Linked DNA regions of Mus musculus: all the other regions are linked to region 4. A link is a contact called in public Micro-C and promoter capture Hi-C data. All regions are on one chromosome and are shown on one strand. Each heading gives the region's core, a stretch centred on a gene start, on an enhancer-like site or on the middle of the called end of the contact. The rest is flanking DNA. Distances are from core to core; before and after follow the strand shown.

The links. Promoter capture Hi-C pulls out the DNA fragments that hold promoters and counts their contacts. Hi-C and Micro-C count contacts between places; a contact is called where the count stands out from the background.
Region 1: a promoter capture Hi-C map of neural stem cells shows a contact between it and region 4. The contact joins the promoter of Eloc here to the promoter of Sbspon in region 4. A contact is called at or near these places in 6 of 39 promoter capture datasets (the 3T3-L1 cell line, cranial neural crest, hippocampal neurons and 2 more) and 1 of 115 datasets of contacts at active chromatin or transcription factors (astrocytes).
Region 2: a contact with region 4 is called in a Micro-C map of embryonic stem cells, with 3 times the contacts expected there. The contact joins the promoter of Kcnb2 here to the promoter of Sbspon in region 4. A contact is called at or near these places in 3 of 39 promoter capture datasets (embryonic stem cells, liver and stem cell-derived epiblast-like cells), 2 of 484 Hi-C or Micro-C datasets (both in embryonic stem cells), 2 of 115 datasets of contacts at active chromatin or transcription factors (embryonic stem cells and stem cell-derived neural progenitor cells) and 1 of 9 other capture datasets (embryonic stem cells).
Region 3: a promoter capture Hi-C map of second pharyngeal arch cranial neural crest shows a contact between it and region 4. The contact joins the promoter of Ube2w here to the promoter of Sbspon in region 4. A contact is called at or near these places in 6 of 39 promoter capture datasets (the 3T3-L1 cell line, hippocampal neurons, liver and 2 more) and 1 of 115 datasets of contacts at active chromatin or transcription factors (large pre-B cells).
Region 5: a Micro-C map of muscle stem cells shows a contact between it and region 4, with 8 times the contacts expected there. The contact joins the promoter of Stau2 here to the promoter of Sbspon in region 4. A contact is called at or near these places in 2 of 39 promoter capture datasets (cranial neural crest and liver) and 1 of 484 Hi-C or Micro-C datasets (muscle stem cells).
Region 6: a promoter capture Hi-C map of liver shows a contact between it and region 4, with 2.8 times the contacts expected there. The contact joins the promoter of Ly96 here to the promoter of Sbspon in region 4. A contact is called at or near these places in 4 of 39 promoter capture datasets (hematopoietic stem and progenitor cells, liver and pre-B cells).

What each region holds. Positions count from the first base shown.
Region 1 is chr1:16,655,417-16,658,116 of GRCm38.p6, forward strand. Eloc (elongin C) reads right to left here and starts at 1,449. Exons shown (of 4, transcript NM_026456.4): 1 at 1,406-1,449. It overlaps D030040B21Rik (RIKEN cDNA D030040B21 gene), which reads left to right and starts at 2,136. Exons shown (of 4, transcript NR_037998.1): 1 at 2,136-2,700.
Region 2 is chr1:15,285,638-15,288,337 of GRCm38.p6, forward strand. Kcnb2 (potassium voltage gated channel, Shab-related subfamily, member 2) reads left to right here and starts at 1,288. Exons shown (of 3, transcript NM_001098528.3): 1 at 1,288-1,847.
Region 3 is chr1:16,617,882-16,620,581 of GRCm38.p6, forward strand. It overlaps Ube2w (ubiquitin-conjugating enzyme E2W (putative)), which reads right to left and starts at 1,410. Exons shown (of 6, transcript NM_025773.4): 1 at 1,356-1,410. The coding sequence starts at 1,370.
Region 4 is chr1:15,891,308-15,894,007 of GRCm38.p6, forward strand. Sbspon (somatomedin B and thrombospondin, type 1 domain containing) reads right to left here and starts at 1,415. Exons shown (of 5, transcript NM_001033288.3): 1 at 1,132-1,415. The coding sequence starts at 1,345.
Region 5 is chr1:16,517,889-16,520,588 of GRCm38.p6, forward strand. It overlaps Stau2 (staufen double-stranded RNA binding protein 2), which reads right to left and starts at 1,414. Exons shown (of 14, transcript NM_025303.3): 1 at 1,285-1,414.
Region 6 is chr1:16,687,203-16,689,902 of GRCm38.p6, forward strand. Ly96 (lymphocyte antigen 96) reads left to right here and starts at 1,254. Exons shown (of 5, transcript NM_016923.2): 1 at 1,254-1,417. The coding sequence starts at 1,306.

The DNA of each region.
Region 1 (2,700 bases), core at 199-2,698, 760 kb after region 4:
ACCATCTGGGTGTGGTGATCTACTCCTTCAATCCCAGTGCTTGGAAGCCAGAGGCATACGGGCCATGCAAGTATACATGGTCGAGTTTCAGGCTAGCAAGGGCTACAAGTCTCAAAAAAGAAATGGATTTTTTTAAAAAATAGCATTATGAGGTAATAAACCAACATTTCTTGTGTGTGTGTGTGTGATGCTGGAGAACCAGCCCAGGGTCTCTGGACATTAGGCAAACATGCTACATCAAATTACCGACCCAGTCTGGTAATTAGAGAAATATCATATGAAGGATGAGAAGCCATTTATAAATTAAATAGGGGGATGAAGATATGGAGTAGTGGCACACAAGAGTGCGGACTCAGTGTAGTTGAGGTCCAAGGTTAATCCAAGCAAGTTGAAAAGATAAGAGCCAGCATGGCGGCTACACCTTTAAAACTAACAACTGGGAGATAGGCCTGGTGGGCCACACATTTAGACCAGACGAGTTACTGAGTACAACTTCCATGTCATCCAAGAGTACTCAAAAAATTGATAAATAGAAATATAGAAACCCCAAATTACTATAAATTAACAAACATCCATGATATAAAACCACAACAGTTTACTCATCACTGAAGATTAAATCCACTTGTGAACTTCGACGGCTTAATAACACATAATATAAACGAGATCAAGTATTTACCATCTTAGACCACTTAACAGAAAATAAAATTCAATTTGGGACTAAGAAGCAGATCTGGTAGTATGGACCAAGTTGTAAAACTATTTCAATTGCTTTCTACACTAGAAAGTGCAGAGTAGGCATGCTTGCACTAAATGACAAAACTTTCATGCTCACAAAACTGAAGAGTTCCTTAAGGGAAACTAAATAAATGGGCACTGTACCTGGCACTAGATAACTCCTTTCAGGCAAAAATGAGAGGTAGATAGATGCACAAATGAGCCAATGTACCCAGCCAGGCAGAAATTACCCAAGTTGTCCAGAAGGTAAACTTTCTTTCAGGGTCCTATAGCTTAAAGCGGCGAGGGCTCTCTCCTGGGTCTAGCGACTGATTTTAACAGTAAAACAAATACAAGCGCACATGAGGTAGGCAAAACGGAAAAGCGATCCGGCTGCCATGCTCTTAACTCCACCCTCCCCGCGCTCAGCCTGGAGGAGGCCCAGCCAGCCCGCACCTCCTGTCCTCTCCCCTTTCCAGACCCACCGAGCTGAGCTAGTTAAGGTCCCGCCAAACTCCTCTCCCCTCCCCCAAGCCAGGAGCTGGGGAGGCCGGAGAGACTCAGAGCTTCCGTTCCTTCCCCGCCCAGACGGGAAGGGGTGAGCAGAGGGATAACTAAAGCATCCAGTCCCAGCCGCACTAACTCTCCTAGCGAAATCAGATCCCGATTCCCACCATAGCCCGACACTCACTAGCCAGTCCCGCAGCTACCGCAGCCGTAACCCCACGTACCGCCACAGCCCCTATTCAGGGCCGCCCCCCTCCCACCCCCAGCGGCCTACCCCTGTGGGTTCCGGGGCACAGAAAGGAATTACTTCCGTCGCGTCACAGCCGCTTTCTGTAACGCGCGGGAGACTGGTACCTGGCAAGGCCGAGACGCGATCTGCCGGTAACTTGCGTCTGGAGGAAGTGCGTTGTGGGCAGTAAAACAGGCCCATTTAAGAGACATCGCTACCAAATCCCAACCAATGAGATGCTAGGACTTCTTGGTTCCCAGAATGCAGCGCCATCCGGATCCAATTTCTGCCGAGAAAAGCTGAGCCGGCGAGGCAGCAGTGCATTCTGGGATATGTAGTTTCTTACAAGGTTTCGGCTAGTGTTTGGTCCGAAGTGACACTGCATCTTGGGACTTGTGGTTTTCTGTGTAGCGCTGAAATTTTTGATGTCTTTAAAGCTTGTCTCAACCTCTTTGTTTAAAGTAATACACATCAACGGGCATCTTAACAAGCTCCCAATGTGTTTGCCTCATTTCCTCTCTTCCCGATATAGGTCAGTGTTTACTGAAATATGCCACGCCCACCCGTCCAGTTCTCGCTGCCTATCACCATTACTTAAATCAGGGCCCATTATTTCTGCTCCTCACCTCCCCAGTTCCACGCCCCCCTCAACCAAACCTTTTCATTGGCTTTTCCGTGGTTACCTAGGCACCTTTCCTAGAAAGCTGAAAAGCAGCTCAGTTAAGTTTCCTCTCTGCTGTTTTCATGGAGTGGGCTTGAAAACCTAGATTCAAGATACTCAGTTAATCAGTCGCAGCTGTGTAATAGTATCCCACAAAAGGAAGTATAGTATGTATGTGCTATTTGGAATTTCTGAAACTTCTCAAAGGGTTTTGTTTTTGAATTTTTGAGACAGGGTATTTCAGTGTTACCCTGGAACTACGAGTCCCAGACTAGCTATGTATTTGGGGACAATTCTATCTCCTTCCTTAGCCATCAGGCACAGTAATTTCCCTATGTAATCCTTGGCTGCCCTCCAACTCCAATTTATAATTCTGTTTCAGCCTCAAAGTGTTGAAACGACAGGTGTTGCCTACCATGGGTTGCTCTGAAAGTGTTTGTCTGTTTGTTTGTGTTTGTGTTTTTGCTTTATTTGATTTGGCAGCTATGTATGCTTTTATGGAATTGAAAGCAAAAATATAGCTGCGGCCTTGAATTAATTTTCAAAGGCTTTGGAGAAATAATGAAAGTGTTTTGGTTGTATCCATAAT
Region 2 (2,700 bases), core at 38-2,537, 610 kb before region 4:
CTCCTCAGCTTCTTTCACTCTTCCCTAATTCAACAACAGGGGTCAGCTGCTTCTGTACATTGGTTGGGTGCAAATATCTGCACCTGATTCTTTCAGCTGCTTGTTTGGTCTTTCGGAGGGCAGTCATGATAGATAGATCCCTTTGTGTGAGCACTCCATAGCCTCAGTAATAGTGTCAGGCCTTGGGACCTCCCCTTGAGCTGGATCCCACTTTGGGCCTGTCACTGGACCTTATTTTCCTCAGGCTCTTCTCCATTTCCATTCCTGTAATTCTTTCAGACAGGAACAATTATGGGTCAGAGATATGACTGTGGGATGGCACCCCCCTCATTTGAAGTCCTGTCTTCCTGCTGGAGGTGGACTCTATAAGTTCCTTCTCTCTACTGGGGGGCATTTCATCTTTGAGTCCTGGGAATCTCTCACCTCCCAGGTCTCTGGTGGACTCTGGGGGGGTCATAGCACCCCTGTGGGAAACAAGAATCAGAGTGTCTAAAGAGTCCTACCCAGCTTTAGCCTCAGACACAGAAAGGCCAGTGACTCCTGGATATGGTCCTGAATAGAGCTGGAGGATACAGAAGTGAAGTCAGATTCCACCTGGGCTCCTTTTTATCCGAGAAACTTCTTTTGTGGGAAAATACTCCGTGGCCCATCCTCAGGAGCCATATGTCCTTGTCCCAGTTCCCCATGGTGGAACAAGGAGCACTGGTTCTGGTCGCTTAGGGGTCTGGCAGCAGGAGAGCACAGCAGATGGAAGAGAAAGGCCAGGAAATCCATGAAGCTGCGGGAGCATCTCGACGGGCTTACCAGGGCTTCCCCGGCCGCGTGTGTGGGGTGGCCGCCGGGCTGTGGACCCCTTGCCTAGTGTGTCCGTGTGCAAGCCACCAAGAGAGACAGGTGGGTGTGGAGCCCGGACCCAGGCGGCCGCAGGAGCCTAGGGAGGATCGGGCGAGGTGTGGGCGGCGCCCGACCGTCCGCGCCCGGGCCGCACCCTGGGCACCGGGGGCGCTGTCTCCTGCCGAGCTCAGGCGCCGGGAGGCCGAGCCTGGCGTTTCCCAGGAGGTGCCGGGCCAGCGGTGCATCCCCGCCACCCACCCCCGGGAGCTGCGATTGCCTGGGAGTCGCTGGAGGAGGAGAAACAGAGAGAGGCGCTGGCGGCCGCTCTGCCCGCGGGTGCGCGGAGCGCGGAAGGCGGAGCGCGAGGCTGGGTGGCCGCGGGCGTGTGTGCGCGCCTGGCCGGAGAGCTACGGGGCGGGGGACCCGCGCCCGGAGCGCCCCGCCTGGTTTTTCGCGCGGAGCCAGCGTCGCTGCTGCACAGACACACACCCACCGAGCTCCACCGAGTGCCCCTGAGCACCCGCCGCCCCCGCTGGCCACAGCCGCTCCTCCGGCAGCGGGATCCAGCGCCAAGTCCAGGGCTGGTGCGGCGCGCAGAGAACCTCTTGATTTTTTTTCCCCCTTCACTCCAGCCCTCTCTGGTCTGGGCGGCGGCGGCGGCGACAGGGGGATGGGGGCTCCACGCGGGGAAAGGCGGGTGACGATCGAGGAAGATTATTGTTCTTTTTAAAGGATGCCTTCGCTTCTTACCAATGCGGCTTCTGTGAGCCCTTTTACTAGAGACTGCGAACCGGAGTGAGATATGTAAAGAAGGAAGGAAAGCTGCCTGGAGCTCCAGCCAGCCGGGCAGACCCTCCTCTCTGTGGAGGGGAGGGGGATTTCCAACGACACATCATTGGCAAAAGGGACCTTTGCAAGAGAGGAGTCCTCTGAGGGAGCAGGGAATCCCACAGCCCCCTGTGGCACAGGAGCCAGAGCTGCTGGCTGAGCAGAGCTGGGTCCGTGGGAGCTAGGTAAGTGACCTGGGCATTGCAGCTCCCCAAGAGCTCTTCTTTAGAGATGCTTCACTGTGGCAGTCTAGTGAGACTTGAGTTGCTAAAGGAACTGGAAACTGCCATATGGCGCCCAGTGGACTTACAAACAAAGCTGGCTGGGTTGTTAGCCCTGACAGATTATTAACGAAATGCTTCTTCCTGGTGGGGGAGACACACAAGTATAAGCCCCTTAAAAGCCTAACTTGATCAAAAAGATGAAACTGTTGTATGTAAGAAAGGAACCCCGGTTGCCTTCTCTTCCTGATCGCTTGATGGTAAATGCCACACTTGCATGCACACACTTGTCGGACTAGACTTAGGGAGTATGATATCTGTTGTGTATGCACAGTCCCCAGAATACAGAGACATACATGCATTTTATTCCTCAGTGGTGAGCAGTCTTGGTTCCTCGGAAGGAGCTAGAACAGGTCTTTAAGGAAAGCACTCCAAGGCTTTTTCCAATACAATATGTCAAGGAGACCTGGGGATACAGTTGCCCTGAGTGGCACTGAAAGACACCACCATCTGCCTCATCTTTTGTTGCCAAGACTTAATGAACCTTTTCATGATAGTACCTTGCCATCTATTACCTCAGATAAGGAGCATTTGTTTTCATCCATTCATAAAAAGAACCAATGTGCAATGTGCATAAACATGCCATTTATGCGACGTTTATGACCCCACAAGTGTTTTGACAGTAAAGAATAACATAGATAAGACTAATACTAGGATATTTTGCACAATATATGCACAGGTAGGCATCGGGGTGATTGCATGTAGGTTCAACACTCCATCCAATCAAGTCACACACTAATGTCAATATTTTAAATGA
Region 3 (2,700 bases), core at 160-2,659, 730 kb after region 4:
AAACTTCTCTAACGTCTCTGGGGAGACTAGTAAAGTATAACGTTTCCTGAAATTGTTCTTGTTTCACTGCACCATTTCGTGACACCTCTTCACCTAAGAATGCTACTGCAGGAAAGGCCAAAAGTACAAGCAAATGCAAAAAGAATACCATAAGGAAAGCTGATTGAAGGAAGATACAGGGGAAGGAGGGAAATGCGTAAGAATGCAAACCATTGCTAGCAGAGAAGCGCCAACAACGAGATCTTGCTTATTCTTCTAGAAACAAAAACCAAAAATTCTAAGGAAAATGCGGATGTTACTCGAGGATGATGTTAAAACTCCAAAAAGCGTTCCGCTGACACGCTACAAGAGTTCTACTCTCTCTTCCTATGTGCTTTAACACCGCTAGCCCTATCTGCAAATTAAATGCCGGCTATAGATAATGCAATCTCTAGAAACTACAATTGTGGTTGCCATCTTTGCCTGAAAATTTTTTCTTTTATTGGATTTGCAAGGGGGGGGGGGAATACATTAAGTTGGAAGCTACAAAAAACACCTTCAAGTCTGACAGAGCACAGGTTAACAGGCGTCTCCTACCAAACTAAGGTTTTAAAGGTCTGGGAAAGAAAGGCAAAGGAGCCACGGCCTTACCAATCCCGCAAGGGTGGGGCATCGCAAGAAAAAAAAATTTAAGAGGGCGAGTTTCTATCGAGGCCGAGGAGCAGGCCCACGAGCTCGCACGTTGTGGTAGCACAGGACGCTGGGGACAGGGACGAAGGGCGGCTTCGAAGAAGAGACGTGGGCTGCCAGGGAATGCCCAGAGTGCGGGCTGATAGAAGGAGGCACCCACCGGGCACCGGATGAAGATCAGAGAAGAACGAGCATGAGTCCGGCGATCCGAGGCTGCGCGTGGGAGGCCGGGCAGAGGCCGCGGAGCGCCGTGGGCAGGCGGCCGTCCTCGGCGAGGGGCTCTGCCGGTCTCCGGCCGCCCCGACCGCGGGTGACGGCGGCGGGCACAGCTGTTTCCACCCCGCTGGGGAGCGCGAGGGGAAAAGCATCCCGGCGGTGGCCAGGGAGCCGAGCGGCAGGCATCCTCGCGTAGGGGCGCGGAGCGGAGCCCCCACCGCGAAGCGCACGACGAACTTCGCCCTTTCTTCCCCCTAAGCCGCCTTTATGCCACAACTTCGCGGCCGCTACTGTCCGCGGCCACCGGCCGACACCCCCGCTCGGCTCGCCGCCAGGCGATCCCCCGACGCCCCGAGGTCAGGGAAGGTCGCCCGGAGCCAGGCCCAGAGGTCTCGGACGCCGACCCCGCGCAGACGCTCACCTCGTCTCGATGGCCCCCTCGCCCTCCCCGCTGCAGCAGCTCCGCTCACCTGCATTGACGCCATGATGAAACCATCCCCCCAAGGCCAGCGAGGCCCGAGACGCAGGGGGCGGAGCCGCCGTGCTCGCGTCACGCCGCGGGGGCCCAACATCCCGGGCACGGGGGTGGAGTCGCCGATGGGAAGGGGCCCGCGTGTCCGATTGGCTAGCGCGCGGGTGCCCGGGGCGGGGCGGGGCGGGGCCAGGCCGGGCTCCCTAGGTACCTTGCATCCCAGCCAATTTATACGCGGGCCCACCCTCAGTGCTGGCGGAGGCGCTGCTCCAGGTCGGACTGAAGCGTTATGCCGAGGTCACAATGCTGTCCGGGCATTTGGCAGGGAGGGGATCTCATTTTGTTTTTCCAGCTACAAGTGTAAGATTTACAGCCCACCCCCTTCATATGTCTTTTTTACACCTACCGTGTTTTCGCTCCTGAGGCAGATACAACTTCGCCTGGAGATGCTTTCTGGTATTTGCAGACCTAGGAAGCTTCTACTTTGAGGGGCAGAGAGTCACAGGTTTCCCTATAGGACAGAATGAAAACTGAGAGCAGTGATCTTAAAAGCAAGAACAATTGGATTTGAAACGTGCTGGAAAGGGAAGGAGGGTGAATAATGGAGTTCCCTTTTGTGTGCAATTTTCTAGTTCCCTAACCCTCTAAATTGTAAAGTCCAGGTATACCATAAGAGTCGTTGTTACATCAGTCTTACTTTTGATTAACAATTTGACTCTAGCCGTGAAATCTCAATATAATGAATATAGTTTACGTAATTTAATACTTAATACTTAATACTTAAACCTTCTGCCATGCCTAGATTTCTCTTCACCCTATTCTGTGGTGGGCAGTTGCATGATCAGACGACCTATGAGTGAGCTTGAGTAGAAATCGCTGAGCATACAGAATTTATTCTAGGAATGCACCAGTTCTGCCAGCATTTATCAGAAGTCACATTTTTAAAGCTCCTCCGGAACCAAAGATGTCGTTTACTTAAATACCAAACGAAAAATGGAAGCCAAAAGCTTGCACCTCATGTCCTGTCTCTAAAGGAATCAGAGAGGATGGCATGTTGAGTAGAAGGCTTTTACTTTACCCGGATGAAAGTTTAAATCTTTATTTTTATTGACTTGGCTTCATTTTTAGACATTTCTCTAAAATATAAATATAATGGTGATGTAGGTTATCACTCTCACACTTAAGCTAGAGCACGATGTTCCTCTGAGAACATCCGTAAGGAAATGTGTTCAAGAGAGGAAAAGATGTCTAAATCTGCCAGTTTTTCTGTGGTGTAATATTCAAGACGGTTTCTCTTCACCATGGAGGAACTTTTCCATGGGGTTTGCATGACTTGGAGTACA
Region 4 (2,700 bases), core at 165-2,664:
CCAGGGACACGTAGCTGAGACACCCAGTTTCGGGTGTTGCCAGGGAAGGGGACACATGGCTCAGACTCACTGCATTTTCTGGTTCATTGACTTTTCCAGCTTCCTTTAGACTGAGGCAAGATGACTTGTCACGGGAATGGGGGGAGAACTTATCAAAAAGGGCATCCGCCAGTAAATCTTGGAGGTTTTTTGGCTGTGCCCTTCCACAGTATCATGGCTGGGTGACTGACCTGCCTGGGATTGACAGGCTCTTAGCAAAGAGGCAAGAGAGGCCTTGTTGCTACTGGGCCTCTCGTTCCTGGAGTGTGGCCCAGCCCTTGGGTCCTCTCCTCAGAAGTTGCCTAGGACTTGTGTGAGGACAAACCCTATCATATGGACAACTTTGGGACTGATCTGATTAGCAAGGAGCAAAGCTGCTTTGGTTTTCAGAGCTGACTTCTTGGTCACGGCTTGTTTTTCAGGACTGTGTTTCTCATTTCTTCCTTTACCTTTAAGTTCAATTAAACCTGCGTTGACAGAACCCTACCAAGGGGTACTGTGAGATGCTATGGGAATGTTAGATAAGAAAAGACCTCATTCTAAAGGGAAGGATCAAACACTACAGAGACTTGAGGAAAGAAAGTATCCTAAAGATAGTTCCAAGAGCACAGAAAACCTCCTCACAGGAAACAGCGGTGGTCCATGTTGGAGCCCACCACAGAACACCTCAGACCTCTAAGAAAGTGGAGGCCCCTCCCAGGGCAAGCTTGATACAAAGTGAGACAGTCTCATCTTCCTGGCCTTGTTAGTTTTCTCTATCCCCAAACTTTATGAGGTTGACAGAATGAGTGTGGTGACGGCTGGTCCAGGGACACACCCCTGACAACTGTCAGCACCATCCTTCCAGGCCCCAGGTGACTCTATGAAGCTAGAGTTCTTGAGTCACAGAACACATCCCAGAGGTGATCCCCACAGATGTTAGGGGGTGTGCTTCGGGGACATTAGATGAAGCCGACTGGGAAGCCTGGAATGGAGCGGGAGTTGGGGTGGGGGTGGGGTACTGGGATTGCGAAGGCTGATACTGGACTGGCCTGGAAGTGACCAGAAGATTCCTGGCTTCCTAGGGGTCCCTCCCGGCGCCCAGCCACCCACCTGGGCACGCCCTGTCGTAGTCGAAGCAGCAGTCCCCGGTGAGACGGCAGGCTTGGTCACAGAAGCATGTTCCATAGACCCTGTCCAGCCTCCAGCCGCGGGCGAAGCAGGCTGGGTCCCGGCCAGGACAGCAGCGGCCGGCCTCTGCACAGCCAGCCAGGGCCCCGGGCCACAGCCGCGCCAGAGCGCACAGCACCATCCACAGGGTCTTCATGGCCAGAGCTGCCGCGACACTTGCGAACGGACCCAGCTAGAGCCTCGGGCAAGAGCTCGGCTCCTCCGACAGCCGAAGCCCCCGCCCTCGGCCCTCCGCCCTTCCGCACCGCCCCTCGGCTGCCCTGGCTGTGCGCCCGCTCGGCGGGCTCTGGGCGGGTGGCACTGGGGCCCAGGTGGGACGCGCTTCTCCTCCTGGCCACCAGCCGACCCCCGACCACCCCAGGTGCTCTCACAGCCCGCTACCGGCCACTCTCCCCAGGATCCAAACTCTGCCTCCTTAGGTCTGGGGACGCGGTAGCCCGTGCCTGTTTGCACCCGGAAAGCCGCCAGAAAATGGATGGAGCCCCTGTGCACCCGGGCGACCCCCAAGCGCCCCAGCTCGCTCTAGAAAGCCCTCGGAGTCTTTTCCCAACTGTTTCTCCAACTCTCCTGGGCCCTGTCGGGCACAGAGAAGTATCTTTCTGCAGCATTTTATAGTGGCTTTTTTCTCACCCAGAAAAAAATGCTACTTTCCTTCACTTAAAGGACAAATTAATGAATACGAAGAAAATGATAAAGTAGAAACTGTACTCTGTTTTTTTGTTAAAGCCGATTTCCCAAAGAGAACCCCCACCAATAATGGTTTTTCGGTTTTTGTTTTTGTTTTTTTATAATAACTTTCACTCTAAGGTGTTCGTCTAATTTTGGAGGGTTTTATTCGCGTGCACATCTTTGTTTGTTGTCTTGTTCTTGCCACGTTGAGAATGGAAATTAGATCCTGACCGATGCAAGGTCATCCTACTAAGCGACACCCCACCGGCAACTTGTTTGTTTACTTGCTTGTTGAGATGAGGGACTTGCTACTTACTTCTGGCTGACCTGTAACTTGCCATGTAGACCAGGATGGGATGGTATCGAACTCACGAGAGCTACTGCCATCTGCCTCCCAAGTGCTGGAACGAAAGGCATAGGCCTTTACACCCAGCTTTATGCCCAAGTTTTTATATGTGTTTCTTTCTCTTCTCTAAATATATTAAGTTTTCTACACTTTATTCACTGAGATTAATTCTGGGAGTTTCACTTTTTCTTTATGACCTTAAATCATTTAATTAGCATGGTTTGTAGAAAGGAACACTTTCTATATCTGAAAACATAAGAAATCAAATTAAATTCAAAGTCTGGTTTCTTCCTTCTTCATGCAAGAGCTTCTCAAAGAGGAATTTCTGTCATTGGAGAGAAAGTAATATAAGTAGAAATTTTAAACTTTACTACAAGTGTGATAAAGCAACTTAGCAACCAAATATAAAAATTAAGCATGCTATGCAATGGACAAACCTACATTGTAAGGGTTGTATCTGATAAGTCCTGGTCTCA
Region 5 (2,700 bases), core at 164-2,663, 630 kb after region 4:
AGACAGGTGCCCAACACTGACAGTGGCCACATAAACCATGCATGCAGTTGGGCATTACAGATATGCACACTTAATACAGGCCTGCAACAGATCCACAATCATATGATATTTAGGTTTTTCAGTAAAATAAGACACAAAGACCTGCTTTGTTAAAAAAAAATAGTCAGGTCTTAGTTTTTTCTTTTTTCTTGACTTGTGCCTTTCCTCTATAGTTCTATTCATGACAGTAAGTTGAATCGACTTAGAAAGGATGGGGAAGAAACATTCTACTGAACATTTGACAGTGTTACTATCTTTTTGCCTGCCCAACACCTTCTCTATTTCAAGTGTTAGCCCTCAGAAAACACAAGAATACATCAGAATCCAAGTTCTATTTGTATTAAGAAAGTTCCCTAACACTGGATAACAGATTTTTGGTTACTGTAATACATTTAAGGATCATCTGTACGATTTCTGTGAGATTTGGTCCCTTTTAAATTGCTTAGTGCATTCATACCTATTGGATGGTCCATCTCCACTCAAGTACTTCTAAGCTTTTTTGTGGCGGGGGGGGGGGGAAATAGGAGATAATAATGAAATCTGCTCATACTGCAAAATGTTGTACCTAAATAATTGCAAGGACTTCCAGACTTGGCCCCCACCCCCACCCCTCAGCGCACGCGCCCAACCAGACTCCCATTCCCACCCCCTACCCAGGTCTCCTAGTTCAATCGCCTTGACTGCCTCTGCGAAACTGGCCCGTCACTCTGCCCGGTCCCCCACCCTACAGAGACCCGGTCCTCACGGTAGATTCTGCGGCCAAGCTTTGTGTTTCACCCAACTCCCCACGCCCGGGCAAGGTCACTACCTCCAACTACTCCTTTAAGCCGAGCCGTCACGGTCCTAGTTCGCAGGAGGCTCGGCGGAACTTGCCTGTCATAGGGCTATATTTTGTCCCCTCTGCCCCACCTCCCTTCCCCATTTCGGCGAGTTACGTCTTCGCCACTTGCCCATTATACAGAAATAGCCACCGCCATCGCCCCGGCCCCGCCGCCCCCACGCCCCTGCAAGGCCCGGGTGACCTCCGCGCCCCCCGCCGTCGCGCCCGGCGCCCCCGCCCCGCCCTGCCCCTGCGGACACCTGTACGGCTCGCCGCGGCACACGCCCCCCCTCCCCTCCCCCAGGGCGGCCGAGGGCGGCGCGGGAGCGAGGCCGCGAGAGACGGCCCTGCTGGCTCCCGGCGCTCTGCCTCGGAACCCGCCGGCGGAAGTCAGGCCTGGCGGCGCCGCTCGCACCAGGATTTACCTGCGGGCCACGGACGCCCGGCAGACGGCTCCACATGGGCGAGCGCTCCAGAGCTCCGCCGACGCCGCCTGCTCCCTCCTCGGCTCCCGCCCCCCGCCTCCGCCTGCCGCCCTGCGCTCCCGCCGCGCCCTCCCGGGCCCGCGCCGCGCGCCCCCGCCTGCGCCGCCGCGCCCGCGCCACGCCGCGCGCCCCCGCGCCAGCTCTCTCTCGCGCTCTCTCTCTCCAGCTCGCTCTGTCTCTCTGTCTCTCTCCCCTTTCTTTCTCTGTCTCTCTCCTCTCTCTGTCTGTCTCTCTCTCTCTGTGTCTCTCCCCCCTCTCTTTCTCTGTCTCTCTCTCTCCTCTCTCTGTGTCTCTCTGTCTGTCTGTCTCTCTCTCTGTGTCTCTGTCTCTCTCTCTGTGTCTCTGTGTCTCTGTGTCTCTGTGTCTCTCTCTGTCTCTCTGTCTCTCTCTCTCTCTCTCTCTCTCTCTCTCTCTCTCTCTCTCTCTCTCTCTCTCTCTCTCTCTCTCTCTCTCTCTCTCTCTCTCTCTCTCTCTCTCTCTCTCTCTCTCTCCACCTCTCCCCGCCTCCCTTCGCGGTCGAGCGGCCATTGTTCGCCGCGCCGTTCCCGCCCCCTGGCGGCTTCTGGGACCCCCGCATCCCGGGGCGCTGCGGGGCTTAGGCCTGGGGTCTCGGGCCGCGCCGGGGCCCGTCCCGGGAGCTGCTGCAGGAGCACGCTGAGGGCGCCCGGCCCGCAACTGCGAAGGTGCTCCAGCACCGGCGGCTCAGCCTCTCCCGCACCCGCTGCCCCTGGGCTCTCTAGCAGCCTGTCCCCGACGCTCTGCTCCTACCTTTCCCGGCTCGCTGACTGCCCGCCTCTGCCTAGCTGGGGACGCGCGACCATCCCGCGTCCGTTCCACTGCGGTGCGACGTAGGATTCGGCGGATCCTGCACCTTTCTAGACTGGAGGAGGAAGAAAGGGGAGGAGGGTAGCAAGCAGCGCAAGCGAGCCCCCATCACCTGCTCCACGGCCCACATCATTCATCAGGAAAAAATGAATAATAAATATATTAAAGTTGTGTGCCCGTACCAAAAAAAAAAAAATCTTTAGAGCCAAAAATGAGGATCGTCTTAAAACACTGTCCTAGATCCTTGGTTTTTGAAGAGTGCTAAAAAACTCAAATTACTTGTTCTTTTGTCCTGGTTTAGATATGGGTTAGGTATGGCCAGATAACGTCAGCCTAGTTAAGACCAATGGATTTTAAATAAGTGGCACCAAAAATCATATGAAAAAGAAGTCTAGAAATAGAACTATTAGTGTATTCTGACTGGCATTATTCTTCCTGGGGTTTCCTTGGTATGGCTTGTCTGCCTGGGATATGTCTGTGAGCCCTGTGATTTCAGTCATATTTTAAAACCAACTCTACAAATGAGGCAGT
Region 6 (2,700 bases), core at 4-2,503, 800 kb after region 4:
ATGCTAATGCATATTTGGGTGTGTATATAATTATACATTATATAATTATTATTTGGGTCCATTATGGAAATGGGCATATATAGTAGGAAAAATATTAAATGACATAATCTATTGATCAAAATAAAGAACCATCAAAACTATGCCCCTTGATTCAAGTGCCTCCTTCCTTTAGGCTTGATGAAAAGAGGCCCCTCACAGTCACCCAGTGGCCGGGAGTATCCTCAGGTGACCCATTGCTCTCACAGTATGCTCTGATCTTTCTATTGTTTTGCTTTAAATACAATTGCCTTGCTACCTTAACAGTTCTTAGTGAGCAGTTGAGTGTCACCACTAGAACCGGATTGTAGGCCACAGCTGTAAGCCTTCTTGGCTGCTAACCCTAAAGTAAGAGTCTGTAAAAGCCGTGCAGCTGAAGGAAGCACACTTTTCTAAAGTAGTCTTTGAATGAAATACACGCCAGAACAAAACAGCTTTTTCTTTCTTTTTTTTTTTTTTTTTTTAATTACTGGAACTCACACTTTTACCTCAAGATGCTACTCTGTGGAAGAGCTCTAGAGTCCAGCACCAACCCCACCCCCAACTCAACACTATTGCCTCAAGTTCAACCTTCCTTTTGAGTGCATTCTCAAAACTGGTGAGGTCCCAGCTGGGAATTGCTACTGACCCCGTGTAGGGGTCATCTTGCCTGTCTGTTTTGTGGCTGAACCTGTTTGTACTTGAGTAGAAATTGAGAGGGGGTAGGGGAGAGAAATCAGCTTAGATAGCTAGATGCAGCTTTCTAGGTCAGGAGAAACCGTTGTATGAGGAGGAGTGTGTGGGAGGGAGTGGCCAGCACACAGAAAAGTAGTATACCGGTGGACTTTCTTTCTTGAGACAGGATCTCACCTTATAGCTCTGGCTGTCCTGGAACTCACTATCTGGAGAAGGCTAACCTGGAACTCACAGAGATCCGCCTGTCAAGTACTGGGTGTGTGTACTACGGCTAGTGGACTTCCTTTTAAGTAAGGGTTTCCTGTAAGGCAGCTAATTGTCTCCCTGAAAATGTGCTGTTTTAAAGTGCTGGATACTTTAGTTTACACTGAGTATTAAGAAACAGTATATTCTAAGTCATTTTTTTCTTCTCTTGCCTTACAGGAAGTGCTCAGATATGAAAACAAATGCACAGTCACACATGCAAATAAAAAGAGGAAGCAGTTGGATGGGAGCTTCCAAATCACATGACTGCTGACTAAGTTAAATCTGTCCTCCTTACTGTCGAGTCCGATGGTCTTCCTGGCGAGTTTAAAGTATCGGAGATATTAAATCATGTTGCCATTTATTCTCTTTTCGACGCTGCTTTCTCCCATATTGACTGAATCTGAGAAGCAACAGTGGTTCTGCAACTCCTCCGATGCAATTATTTCCTACAGTTATTGTGGTAAGTGGCCCGGCAACAAAGAGCTGCGGCGCCAACTATTTCGAGAGAAAGTTTCCACTGAACCTGAAGCTGGAGGGCTGGCAGGAACGCTGCTCCAGCAGTGAGCCCGCTGCGGTGTGGGGTGGGGGTGGAGCAATGCCGACCACTTCCGGGTGCGGATCATCCTTTCCCTCTCCCAACCCCCCCCCCCCCCCCCGCGTTTCCCCAGGACCTCTGAATTGCTTTTTACCTCTGTTGCTGTCTTGTGGTTAAGCTCTCTCCACTCGGAGCTCGGTTTCAGGTTCTTCTTAGTTCTAGTTTGCTTCTGAGTACCAGCCCCGACACAAACTGGTTCCTCTTGAGGAGGCTAACCCACAGTGCTTCCTGGTGGGGTTGTAGCTCCAGCCTGTGGTCCTAGAGTGCTCTTGGAAGCATCCTTCTTCCTCCCCAACTGTGTGACCTTGAGCAAAATACTTAGACATTCTCAGCCTCACTTTTTTTTTAATTTGCAAAATGAAAGTTATTTTAGAATTCACTGTATGAGTCACTTGACAAATAATGATTTTATTTGATTTCGAATAGTGATTTTTAGATTTATGCAGTAATTATTACTCTATTGAAATCTGTTTTGAGACAGGGTCTTTCTATATAGCTGTAACTACCTGGAATTCACTATATAGGACAGGCTGGGTTGGAAATCATAGAGATCTGCCTGCCTCTACCTCCTGGAATTAAAGGCATACGTTGCCACGCCCAGCTTATTTTATTATTTTTTTCAAAGTATCACTATATAACATTGGCTGGCCGGGAACTCATAGAGATTGATACATATGCCTCTGCCTTTTGAGTTATTTGCTTATTTTTTTGAGACAGTGCCTTATTCTGTAGTACAGGCTGCCTAGAACTGACTATATAGCTTATGCTAGCCTCAAACTCATGCTCCCCGTTGCCTCGACCTCTCCAGTGCTAGAGTTGCAGATATTTTTCAGCTGAGCTAAACTCTGGTGCCATTGGATCATAGTTAACGCTATGGCCACATTACAACTTGTCATTAACAAATGCCTGGGACCAGAAAACCTAGTACAGGGCTTGAGAGCTGTTTCAATCTGTTTCCTCTTTCTGCTGCTCGCTCCGTTAGTTGTCCATTTTCTGCCCCTTCTAGGAATGTCTTCGTGGCTGGAAGGTGGTGCCTTCCAAAATGACAGTTCTAGGAAAAGCAAGATCATAGCCTAGTTGTCTGAAAGTGGAGCAGGGAATTTATAAATGTACTTTGAGAACTCCTGCATTGCAAATTGGTTATTTTG